3 separate regions of the Mus musculus genome follow, and all the other regions are linked to region 3. A link is a contact called in public Hi-C data. All regions are on one chromosome and are shown on one strand. The core of a region is the stretch at or near the end of the contact, and the rest is flanking DNA. Distances in the headings are between cores, read along the strand shown.

Evidence for each region. A called contact is a pair of places that touch in the nucleus more often than the background predicts.
Region 1: a Hi-C map of the C2C12 cell line shows a contact between it and region 3, with 5 times the contacts expected there. The contact joins two enhancer-like sites. A contact is called at or near these places in 1 of 15 datasets of contacts at CTCF or cohesin (pro-B cells), 9 of 484 Hi-C or Micro-C datasets (the C2C12 cell line, the G1E-ER4 cell line, the HL-1 cell line and 4 more), 3 of 115 datasets of contacts at active chromatin or transcription factors (embryonic stem cells and fibro-adipogenic progenitors) and 1 of 9 other capture datasets (embryonic tail).
Region 2: a Hi-C map of the N1E-115 cell line shows a contact between it and region 3, with 11 times the contacts expected there. The contact joins two enhancer-like sites. A contact is called at or near these places in 1 of 484 Hi-C or Micro-C datasets (the N1E-115 cell line) and 1 of 115 datasets of contacts at active chromatin or transcription factors (embryonic stem cells).

The regions. Positions count from the first base shown.
Region 1 is chr1:73,269,460-73,273,065 of GRCm38.p6, forward strand. Gm29185 (a long non-coding RNA gene) reads left to right here. Exons shown (of 5, transcript XR_865539.3): 3 at 306-407. Among named protein-coding and RNA genes, the nearest start is that of Gm31344, 93 kb to the right of the region's middle. Within about 2 kb of position 1,477, at least 27 of the 459 cell types and tissues checked have an H3K27ac peak or open chromatin away from gene starts, as enhancers often do. A contact at or near this core is called in the C2C12 cell line and muscle stem cells, where this site is marked.
Region 2 is chr1:73,454,870-73,458,271 of GRCm38.p6, forward strand. No RefSeq gene overlaps it. Among named protein-coding and RNA genes, the nearest start is that of Pinc, 49 kb to the left of the region's middle. Within about 2 kb of position 1,947, at least 9 of the 459 cell types and tissues checked have an H3K27ac peak or open chromatin away from gene starts, as enhancers often do. A contact at or near this core is called in the N1E-115 cell line, where this site is marked.
Region 3 is chr1:72,967,639-72,970,993 of GRCm38.p6, forward strand. No RefSeq gene overlaps it. Among named protein-coding and RNA genes, the nearest start is that of Gm31137, 16 kb to the right of the region's middle. Within about 2 kb of position 1,958, at least 51 of the 459 cell types and tissues checked have an H3K27ac peak or open chromatin away from gene starts, as enhancers often do. A contact at or near this core is called in the C2C12 cell line, the N1E-115 cell line and muscle stem cells, where this site is marked.

The sequences.
Region 1 (3,606 bases), core at 227-2,726, 300 kb after region 3:
ATTGCTAATAGATTATTCCAGACTTCCTCTCTTAAATGGGGGAATGTGTGGAAATCTGCTTGTTCATTGTGCAACATAGCGAGTTAAAAGGGGCGGGGGACCCAGAATTCTTAAAGGGAAAAAAGCCAGGGAAGAGTGAAGCAGGTGTTTCCTGCTGTCCAGTCCTCAGAGGAACACTCAGCCCTGGGAGGGAGCTTTCCACACCCTGAAAATTAAGGAAGCCATACTTTTCCATCAGCCTAATTTAGTGGTCAGACTCACAGTCACCAACACAGCTTCTTCTTCCCTCTTTCCCCGTCTCTTAGCCTCAGAGGTGTGAGAGACCAGTGAAACCTCCATTCTCTGGGATCCTTCTTGCACCTGGAATACATAGCAACTATGGAATCGGCTTTTTGAACGTGTAAAAGGTAGCTTTTGGTTTTGAGAATTCTCCTTTCTGTTTTGTCTATTTATCTTCTGGGATCCACTGGTAAGAGCTTTTCAGTTTCTCTGTGTCCTGGGTCTTATCTGCTTTAAAAACAAACCACAAGCAAACAAATCCCCCTAATCAAAACAAACAAACGAACAAACAAACAAACAAACTTGCCCATATCAATCAATTTTTATTTCCTTCCTTCCTTCCTTCCTTCCTTCCTTCCTTCCTTCCTTCCTTCCTTCCCCCTCCCTTCCTTCCTTTTCTTTCTTTCTTTTTTTCTTTTCAATTTTTGTGTTGAATGTGAATGTTTGTATCCATGCCTAATATACCTTTCTTTACCTAAAAGTAAAATAAGAGGTAGACCCAGTTTTGGGGTGGAATATAGCTGTGAACTTGTACACTACAATCCCTAAAGTTACCGAGTCCTTTAGCTGAGCTCCTCTAAACCCACTGAGCAAACTAAGATACTCGTGACTTAGAAATATTTACGTTACATCCCTCTGGTTGTAAGCTAGGTCTCTTTAAGTATTTGTGAGCTTGCCTACGCTCTCTCCTTTATTCTTTCTCTCTTCCATCCGACCACTGTGCATTTCTCTTTTTCCTTCCCAACTGTGAGTAATCCAGGAGAAAAAATCATGTATGTGAGTGGGTATCATGGACCCTCCCAAATTTAAAAACAAAAAGATTTACTAGTTCCCTTACACATTTTTTTTAAGACTAAGGGAGAGTTTAAAAAAATGAAGCAAAGGATGAAGGGAACGAAGAAGGAAGAAAACAAAAGAGGATGAAGATGAGCTGGGGCATTGGGTGATGTAGAGAAAACACCATATATCACCCAGATGTTTGTCTACAGTGCCCAAACATCAGGCTTTGGGGAGACAATCGGAAGACACAATGCTTCTTTCAGGGCAGACAACTGCTCACAGCCCCATGGCCTCTCTCCCTGTGAGTGTGTCTATCCCTTTCAAACCTTTTTGTGGTCAAGTTATAAAGGCCTGTTTAGTAGGTGGGATGACGTCACACTGACCACAAAAGCTTATATTTCCTGCTACTAAATACACAGCCCCTGCTGACGAAGTGGTCATTACAGAGCTGGCTTGTTCTGTCTAGGTCACTCAGAGTGGGGACAAAGGCACTGGGGGGAGGGGGCCTGTTGAGAGAGCACAGCCATTATTCCCAAGTGTGTCTGCTGGCCTGCTGATTCTCATCTTGTTGGAACTAAAAGATGAAAATAGAAGTCCCTTTGTGCTTCCTGGGGCTCTTTCTCAGGAAGGATGCAGGAGCATCCTGGGCGGCCACATGGTGGAGAGAAAGGAACAGATGAAATCCAGGTCGTTGATTCTGATCTCTCATTTCTATGCAGAGTGATTCCATCTCTCTGCCTCTGAGCACAGCAGTCTCCATTTTACAAAGGAGAAGAGGATTTTATGCAGGAATCGAATGAGATCACGTGTCTGACATTTTATTTTTCCAATGTAAACATCATTTCTTTCTTCAGGGTTCTTACAGTACCTGGGACACATGGCAACTGTGCGTTCTCCTTTTTGAATGTGTAAAATATAGCTTTGGGTTTTGAAAATAAAATTTTGGTTTATTTTCCAGGAGTAACTAGTAAACAGCATTCTCTTTGTTTTTGACTGTTCCATACATCATACATTTCTATATAATGTATTATGTTTATATCCACCATATCACTCTCTTCTATACCTCTTCGTTAGCTCTGAGATTTCTTTTTTCCCACCTAATGTCCCAGTGTCTACACTATTAAACAAAATAGCATCCCATCTTCCAAGGATTGTCGATAGTTATTAGGCCCTCAGGAAGAGATGAGAGCTTTCTAGGGAGGGGAGCAGACACATCCTTTATCCATGGTGGGAAGTTAAAGGTTCAATCTTATGTGGGTTCCTTGTGACGATGTCAAATCTTGGTGGCAGTGTTATAGACTTAAATGAGAGAGGAAAATTGCCAAGATGCCATCTAAGAAGCCACACCAAGAACTCAGAGAAACAGAGAGGGAAGAGAAAGGATCAGGGAGATACCATGGAAGCAGTGGTCTTGTGTTGGGTCTAGGAATGTGTAAGATTTCAGTGTACAGCAGTAAATTAAAGGTGACAAGGTAAGGAGCCACACCCATGAGCCCCTAAGTGTCGCCTGACATTACAGCAGCACGCAGCGTGTTCAGTGTCAGTTTTTTGGCATTTGAACTGCAGATGAAACAAAATTACACAACTACAACTTCTAAATATTTCCCACAATCAGACTAATTTCAACATTGACAGAAGCAGAAAACCACTGTTTAGCCAAGATCCTACGGAATTTTCCTAGCCTCAGCTCTGAGCTTAGACAAAGAAGGGCTCAAATTCCCCCACTTTCCTTTCTTTTAACCACCCCTCTGTCCCAGCTTGAAGGACTATTATGCACAGGACTACAACCCCAAACAGGACTTTGACACTCGTCACCATGGTGATTAGAGAAGAGATTTGTTGCTGTTTTCCATGTAACAGGTGATAGGGACAATTATCTGCCTAACCAGCTGCCTAACCTGGTTGTGGACCAAGGTTATTTAGGCTGGTTCCCTATGAAAACAAAAACTTGAAAACCTTCCATGTTCCTTTTACCCTCTGGGTCTACCATGCATCTACTGGGGATGTGTTTCCTAGCAAGGCCCCTGGCTAACATTAGGGGCCTCTCTTAGGAGCCTCTGTTAGGTCTAACACCCCATGCACCCCTGTTCTGAAGACGTGGCACCCGCTGTGTCTCAGCAGTTCCCCATAAGCTGCCAGCCCCTGGCACAGACATTAGCTGTTAACTGTGTTTCCCCTGGAATACCCTGGATGAGCTGCTGACAGGGACCACAACTACTGTTTGCATTTCCTAATTTAAAAAAACAAAAACAAAAACAAAGTGTGTGTGTGTTTGGCAATAGAGGAAAGTCAAGTCAGGCAGGCAAGTTCAGAGTCCAGCCATAGGGGAGAGGGTCCTGGGTCCCCTCCATTGAAGTGTTTGGGGGAGAGCAGGGTTCCCAGAAGATGAGGTGACTTTCAGAGAAGGACAGCATCCCTGTAACCCCAGGCACATCTCTGAAAACAGAGCTGAGAGAGAGTCACAAGTTGGAGCATACTAGTAAGCTAATAAAAGTGTTAAGAAGTAAGACAACATAAAAAAAAAAAACTGATAACTGGAACTCAGGA
Region 2 (3,402 bases), core at 697-3,196, 490 kb after region 3:
AATATGCACAGTGTTCAGCAAGTGGAACACTGTATATACACACACACACAGAGAGAGAGAGAGAGAGAGAGAGAGAGAGAGAGAGAGAGAGAGAGAGACAGACAGACAGACAGACAGACAGACAGACAGACACAGACACAGACACAGACACAGACACAATTTCAGAGCTCTCAGAGGGTGTCCAACTCAGTAAACACTCGCTGACATTTGCTCTCTTGCTCCTTGAACTCTTTCTCCTAGTCAACCCTCTACTGAGTTTCTTCCCACTCATTAAGAAACCAACATGGTGGGAGGATTTTGTTGGTTAGTTTGTTGTTTGTGAGTTTTTTGGATTTTGTTGTTGTTGTTTGTTTTCTCTTGTTATTGTTCTTTATGCCTGGCTTTTCTAAGACACTCAAGCCCCCTTTTTATCAGAATTGTTTCTATGTGCTTCTTGCTTCTGACTAGGCTACCTTATTATTATGCATAGATTCTCTATCTCTATACATCAGTGTTTCAGATGAACACCTGCCCTAGTGTGGGTGCCTAATAAGTGCCAGGGGAAGAATGGAGGACAAAGAATGCGTCAATAAGAGCTTGGTGGCTCTAAAGTGAAACACACAGGGCAGGTGAATGGGAGGGAGCTTGTTCTCTGTTGTCACTGCTGTTCTTCAAAAAAAATGACTACATTCCACTCAAGGGCTGGTGGACACAGTTCAGCCACAGGTAGTTTCTTCTTTGTCTGTGTAAAGTACTGTACACAATGATTCAGGATACAGAACAAAATGAGGCCAGCTTCATGAACTGGGGAAGATGGCAGCTGGGCACTGGGGAGCAGATAATAAGGCAAATAAATGGAGTGACTTCCTTGGATGTAAAGAAGCTGATGGCCCCAAGGGTAATATGTAGAGAGGAGAAATGGGACCAAAGACCAGGCTGTGATTTGAACCCTTGTTATAAGAGTAGGATTTAGGAACCAGATGATGTCAACAAGTCTGCAAGGAGGAAATTCATATGAAAGACCAGAAAGTGCCTTTAACCATCACCCCCTACCACCTCTAACAGCTATTTCTTGTATCATGATTCATTATGTCTAGTATCCTGGTATCCATATATCCCTGGAAACCTATGCTTATGTCCAGATCAGCAAAGGCATGACCACAGTAGTGGGCATCTATCAATCTGCATAAAGTCAGTTTTTAACAAGGGAACACATGAAAGGGCCTGGAGCCAATACTGACTCAGTCAGGCAAGCAAGACATTAAGTTCCCTCTCAGACTTGCAATTTGAAGGTGGGACTGTGTACTGTGGACAGGATCTCTTGAACTCTAGGGCCTCAAGAGAATAATTCTATACCATCAGTTAGTGAGAACTTGATCAATTAATTTTAAATAAAAAGATAAGACCAAAGTCACAACTTGACAAGGCAGTTCCTTCTAGTCATCCCAACACTTATGGAACACCCCTACAATGGGCACAGCCTTTTATAGGGCAGCAGGTGTAGCCTGGGGCTTGTTGGAAAGTGTTATCCTGACAGAGGAAAACAAAACCAGGGATGAGAGATGAGTAAGTGCACCTGTCGGAATAGAATGGTAATTGCTCAGGATGCATGTGAGGAAGCTCTGAGTGCTGTGGACAAAACCCTCAGTGTAGTCATGAGGAACTATTTATCCTCAATGTCCCTGGGAGAAGGTGGGGCTGATCTTTGGAGCCTACTGGCTTGTATCGCCTTCCAGCTAAAGCTATTAAAGGTGCCTGCTCACACTCAGTGAGTAGAGCAGGCGTTACACAACCTCTGCCCTGCTGTGTGACCCCACAAATGAGGGCAGCTCTCCTTTTTCAAAATGCTATTTTTAAAACAACCAAATTCCCCCACCCCCACCCCCCAGCCCAGAAGAAGGAACTGCTTTGCCTTGCCAGTCTTTGGCACCATCGTGCCTTGCAGTAGATGTCTTCTGCTGTCACAGTGTCCTGATTAACATTAACCACGCAGTGCAAGTGAGTCACTCAGAAAGGATGGAAAGAGCAGATGAAAGATGGTAATTAACCCCTGACACACACACCAACTACTTCAATGTTTGTCCTGAAAGATCCAGAAGAATCAGGACTGGAACACAGGAATCTCAAGTGTGGAATATGTAATAAACGAGAGCAGGAGCAAAAGCTATTACCGGCTCTGTGTTTATCTTCAGTTTGGTGAATTTCAGAAGAGCGTGCCTTTGGCTGGTAGTCCTGGAAGATGTGACTGTTCCCTGCCTGTTGGAGGGCCATGACCTGAACTCTCAAAAATCACAGCTGACCTTGTCCAGCCCTGCCTAAACAACTGCACTGGCGCCATCTCCCCTTCACAGACCTACCCCACAGTCCCAGGTGTATGGACTGAAAGCCATTTTGGGTGGAGAATATATAACCATGAGAGAAAGTTAAAGCACAGAAACACAAAACTCAGGGCTGATCAAGAAGTAATTAAGTATTATTTATAGATCATCTTTCCCTTGCCAGACAATGCAATGGCTTCTTCTTGCTGAATGTTTTCTCCAAGGCTCAGATTCACACATCTCCTTGGAGTCTACCTCCCTGGCCCTGAGACACCTCCCCCCAACTTCCTAGCGAGCACCATGCCCTAGATTTCCTTGTTGACAGAACAGACCTGGAAGAAGCATCTCAGATGGTTTGGGGAGTATTTATAGGATAATTATAAAGTCCCCTCTAAAATCTATGACCATTAACCTGGGTTCCAAATTGAAACTATTTATCATCTGTGCTTTAGTTTCCCCGTCCCCTACCTTAGGAAAGGGAAGCAAGGCTTGGCCAGGAAGGAATGTATAGCTTTGCAGAGTCTGTGCACTCAGCAGGAATCAGGTTGTTATGGCCTGTCAGGCAAAGAAGTAGGCTGATTGCCAGGAGCCTAAAAACCGCAGCCTCTGGGCCTGAACATGGCATACCCAATAGCCACTGGCAGACAGAGAGAGAGAATGCGGTTAGGAATTCCTACCAACAAGTTGCCTGACCTGAGATAAACTGTATCTGTTTTCTGAACACCAGAAAATGTTCAGTTTAACAGGAATTCACCACACTTAGAATCCAGGTCTCCTTTTTCTTTCCCAGAGTCCTGGAGGCTGTATGTGTTTAGAGGTTGTCATGACCTTCCCTGTCTCTGATGAGTCCATTGGAAGACAGTCTTATCCTATCCTATTCTGTCTTACTCTACCCTACCCTAGCCTACCTAAACCTACCATACCCTATCCCACACTACCCTACCCTACCCTATCTCACCCTACCCTACCCTACCTTGCCTTACCCTACCGTACTCTAGCCTAGATTGGTATGGATGAGGTTTAACTTTAAAGCCCTTAGTTCCAGCCTGGTCTTTATTTACATCTGAGTGAAGGCTTTCTCTCCAGTGGCTCTAACACAGTACCA
Region 3 (3,355 bases), core at 708-3,207:
AAAAGCCACATGGGCTTTTTTTTTTCATTTGCTTCTTTTCTTTTTTAAGACTTCCAGGAGTGTGCAGAGTGCTGGCTTTGCTGGAATGTCTTTAAGCCACATGCCTTACCCCAGCTTGGAGCTCAGTTTTGATGCCAAGCCCCATGCACCTGGCTGTCCAAGCATAAGGAAAGAAAAATCCATCATCCAGGGTTGTTTTAAAAATAGTGTAGCTCTTTGATTAAATGGCTCAACAGCCCTGAATCAAGCTTTCTTTGCTCTAGCCTGTGATTTGTGCAACTGACCTGATTTTAGTACAGGACTCTAAATATAAGAGGAATGCAATGATTATAAAAATTCCTTAAATTGGTAAGGAAGTGCAGTCACTGATCATACATCTATTAAGCATGTGTTTGTGTTTGTGTGTGTGTGTGTGTGTGTGCATGTGTGCATATATGTGTTCCCACAAATGCCTCAAAAGCCTTTAACTGCAATAACACTTTTTGATGATGTCACCTAAATTCTGGGTACATGTTGTCATATGCTGATATTAATATACACTCCTACACACATACAGACACACATATACACATAACATGCACACATGCACTTCCTTGTACTCCAAACACATAGAGATAACTTTATAAATGACAGGAAGCAGAATGTCTTGGTCACTGTCTACCTCAAGTCATGGCATCCCTGCCTGCCCTGGCCTGGCTTTGATGGATTCTAAGAACTTCTATGCCCTCATCCAGGCTTGGGAAGTTTCTAATTCTCTCCTGCTTCCTTCTGATATTTATTATCCCAGGTCACTGAGGTATCTTTCATCTTATGTTCTGAAACACTCTTAACCAACCACATCATTTTTTTTGAGTGATCAAAATAAGACAGACTGTAATGTCTTTACAGGTGTGGATCTGTGGTATCTGTAGGGCAGTTCAATGCATATTTTGGGAGGAAACTGACCAGTAGAGATGAAAAGATTTGCAAGTTTGCAGAGGTATGAAGTAGTCACTCTGCCACTCCTCATCTCTAGCTGATATAACCGCTACCTAAAAGGTGCAGACAAAACCCCACAAGGGTGTCAGTCAGGACCAGAGTCCTGGGGGGTGGTGCTGAGTCTGGGGACAAGCTGATCTTTCTGTGACTCCGTTGCTGACCACTTCACTTAGGGCAGTACTATTTGGCTCAGCTTCTAGTAGTTTCTTCTCTTTTGAAATCTGCATATTGCATTGGAATACATAGATGTAGCTGGCTTGGCTTAACGCTGTCTGCTCTGGAAGTTTGCAGCTATGGGGCAGAAGAACCCCAGATCTACCAGCCCCTCTCTTGCTTCCAAAGATGTGGGACTGTGGTTTAGTAGAAGTCTAATCTTGGGGTCGGGCTGCAAGGTTAACCTCGGGCACTCCACTCTGTGCACGCTTATCCCATCAAACACACACACACACACACACACACACACACACACACACACACACACACACACAGAGTTATTGCTGAACACTAAAGATACAAGACCCTGTGAGTGCCACAGGGTCTCCCACAGCTCCAAAGACACAAAGCTTCCATCCCTCTGGTTAGAGCTGGAAAGAAAACAAGTACACACGAGTATTCTGTTGCTCAAACAAAAAGAACTGTGTGCATGCACATGGAAGACTGATGGCCTCTGGCCAACGAGACATAATTGTGACCTGACAGACTTGTAAGATGGCCTGCTTACGTGTATCCCAGCCCAGGCTGAGGTCACGGTGCACATGACAAGCCTGGGAAAGGAAAGTCTGGCATAAAGAAAGTTTAAATTAGCTGGGCACAGGGGAGAGAGAGAGAGAGAGAGAGAGAGAAATATTTCCATCTCTCTTCTGACCGCCCCCTGCTCCCCCCCACCCCCACCCCGCAACTTCCCTGAGTCGGAACAGCATGGGACAGGCTGAGACAGCTGCCTCTGCAATGCTTATGCCCTGTAACCAGAGCTGGTGCTTGCAGAAGCTTCCTGACAGCTGTGGAGATAAGGGGCAGAGCTTTAGCCTCTAAAGATTGGATGACCTACGTTGGTGCCCATCTGGGGTGGGGGTGGGGCAACTGAGCCCATAAATTTCTCAAGCCAGTGGATGGGAGTGGGAAAAAACTGAGGCCAGGTGGCAGCCACTGCTCATGGCGGCAGAATTGGGGAGCTCTCTGTTAAACCTTCGTGTGTTCCCACTGATCTCCCATTCTGAGTGGATCCTTTACAGAGGAAGAGAGGTCTGTGTGTTTTCTTAGACTATTTCTCCTTACCATTTACCTCTGTCAGCACAAAACCAGAAAAACAAAACAAAACAAAACAAAACAACAACAACAACAACAAAAAGAGCAAAACACACGTTGAGGCCCTAGGTTAAGCAGGGGTCTAGATCCTGTGGTCAACCCACCTCTAGACTTCCAGGGCATCTCCCCTTACTCTTGCCAAGGGTAGCCTTGTCTCTTTTCCCACCTGAGTTTTCTCATCCCTAGGAGACTGGGCCAGGATATTTATTTATTTATTTATTTATTTATTTATTTATTTATTTATTTATATCACCCCCTGTACATCCCAAGAGGCCAGGACATAATTCTCACTGCCTGGCTGATGGTTCTTCCAGACAGGCTCAACCCTCGGGTTGGTTCTCCCACAAGCTAAAACACACTGTGTGTGGTGGTAGTGGGACTTGACTCTGAATCTCATATTCTGGCCCTTCTTTCAAGTTTCTCTCCTCCTCCTCTTTCTCTTCTTCCTCCTTCTCCTCTTCCCCCTCTTCCTCTCTCTCTTCTTCCTCCTCTTCCTCCCCTTTCCTTCCTTCTGCTACTGGGGATTGAACCCCAGGGCCCCAAAGATGTTAAGCAAGCACTTAACTGAGTACCACTGAGATGAATTTTCAGACATCTTTTCTTTAGAAAAGAATAAATGGAGATGAGATATTCTCACGATCATGCCAAGCTACCAAGTGGGAGCGGGAAGTTTCCGGGCTGGCTTCCAACTCCCTTTACTGTCCAAGTGGCCTTGAACTCGATATCCTCCTGCATTAGCCACTGAGTGGAGAACAGGTTTGTACCACCAGGCCCGACTGCTTTGTTTCTTCTCTCCTAGTATTTTGCATCTGGTGGCTGCTTCTGCCTGTGCCCTGGCCCCTGGTCTTGGATGTGGAGATACATCGTGTCCTGGTTTGCAGTGTTCACACCTCGCATGAGATTTGCACGAAGTTAGACGACTCCTTCTTAGTCTCCTGTCCCCTGCCTCCTTGGCAAAGATGAGGGGAGACTTAGCTCATGTTGGTGCCCATCCTTGTATACTTAGGCTACATGCCAAACAACTAAGACTGTCCCTGTCTGTCCCCTTTCTAATAGCATGGCAGCCTTGACA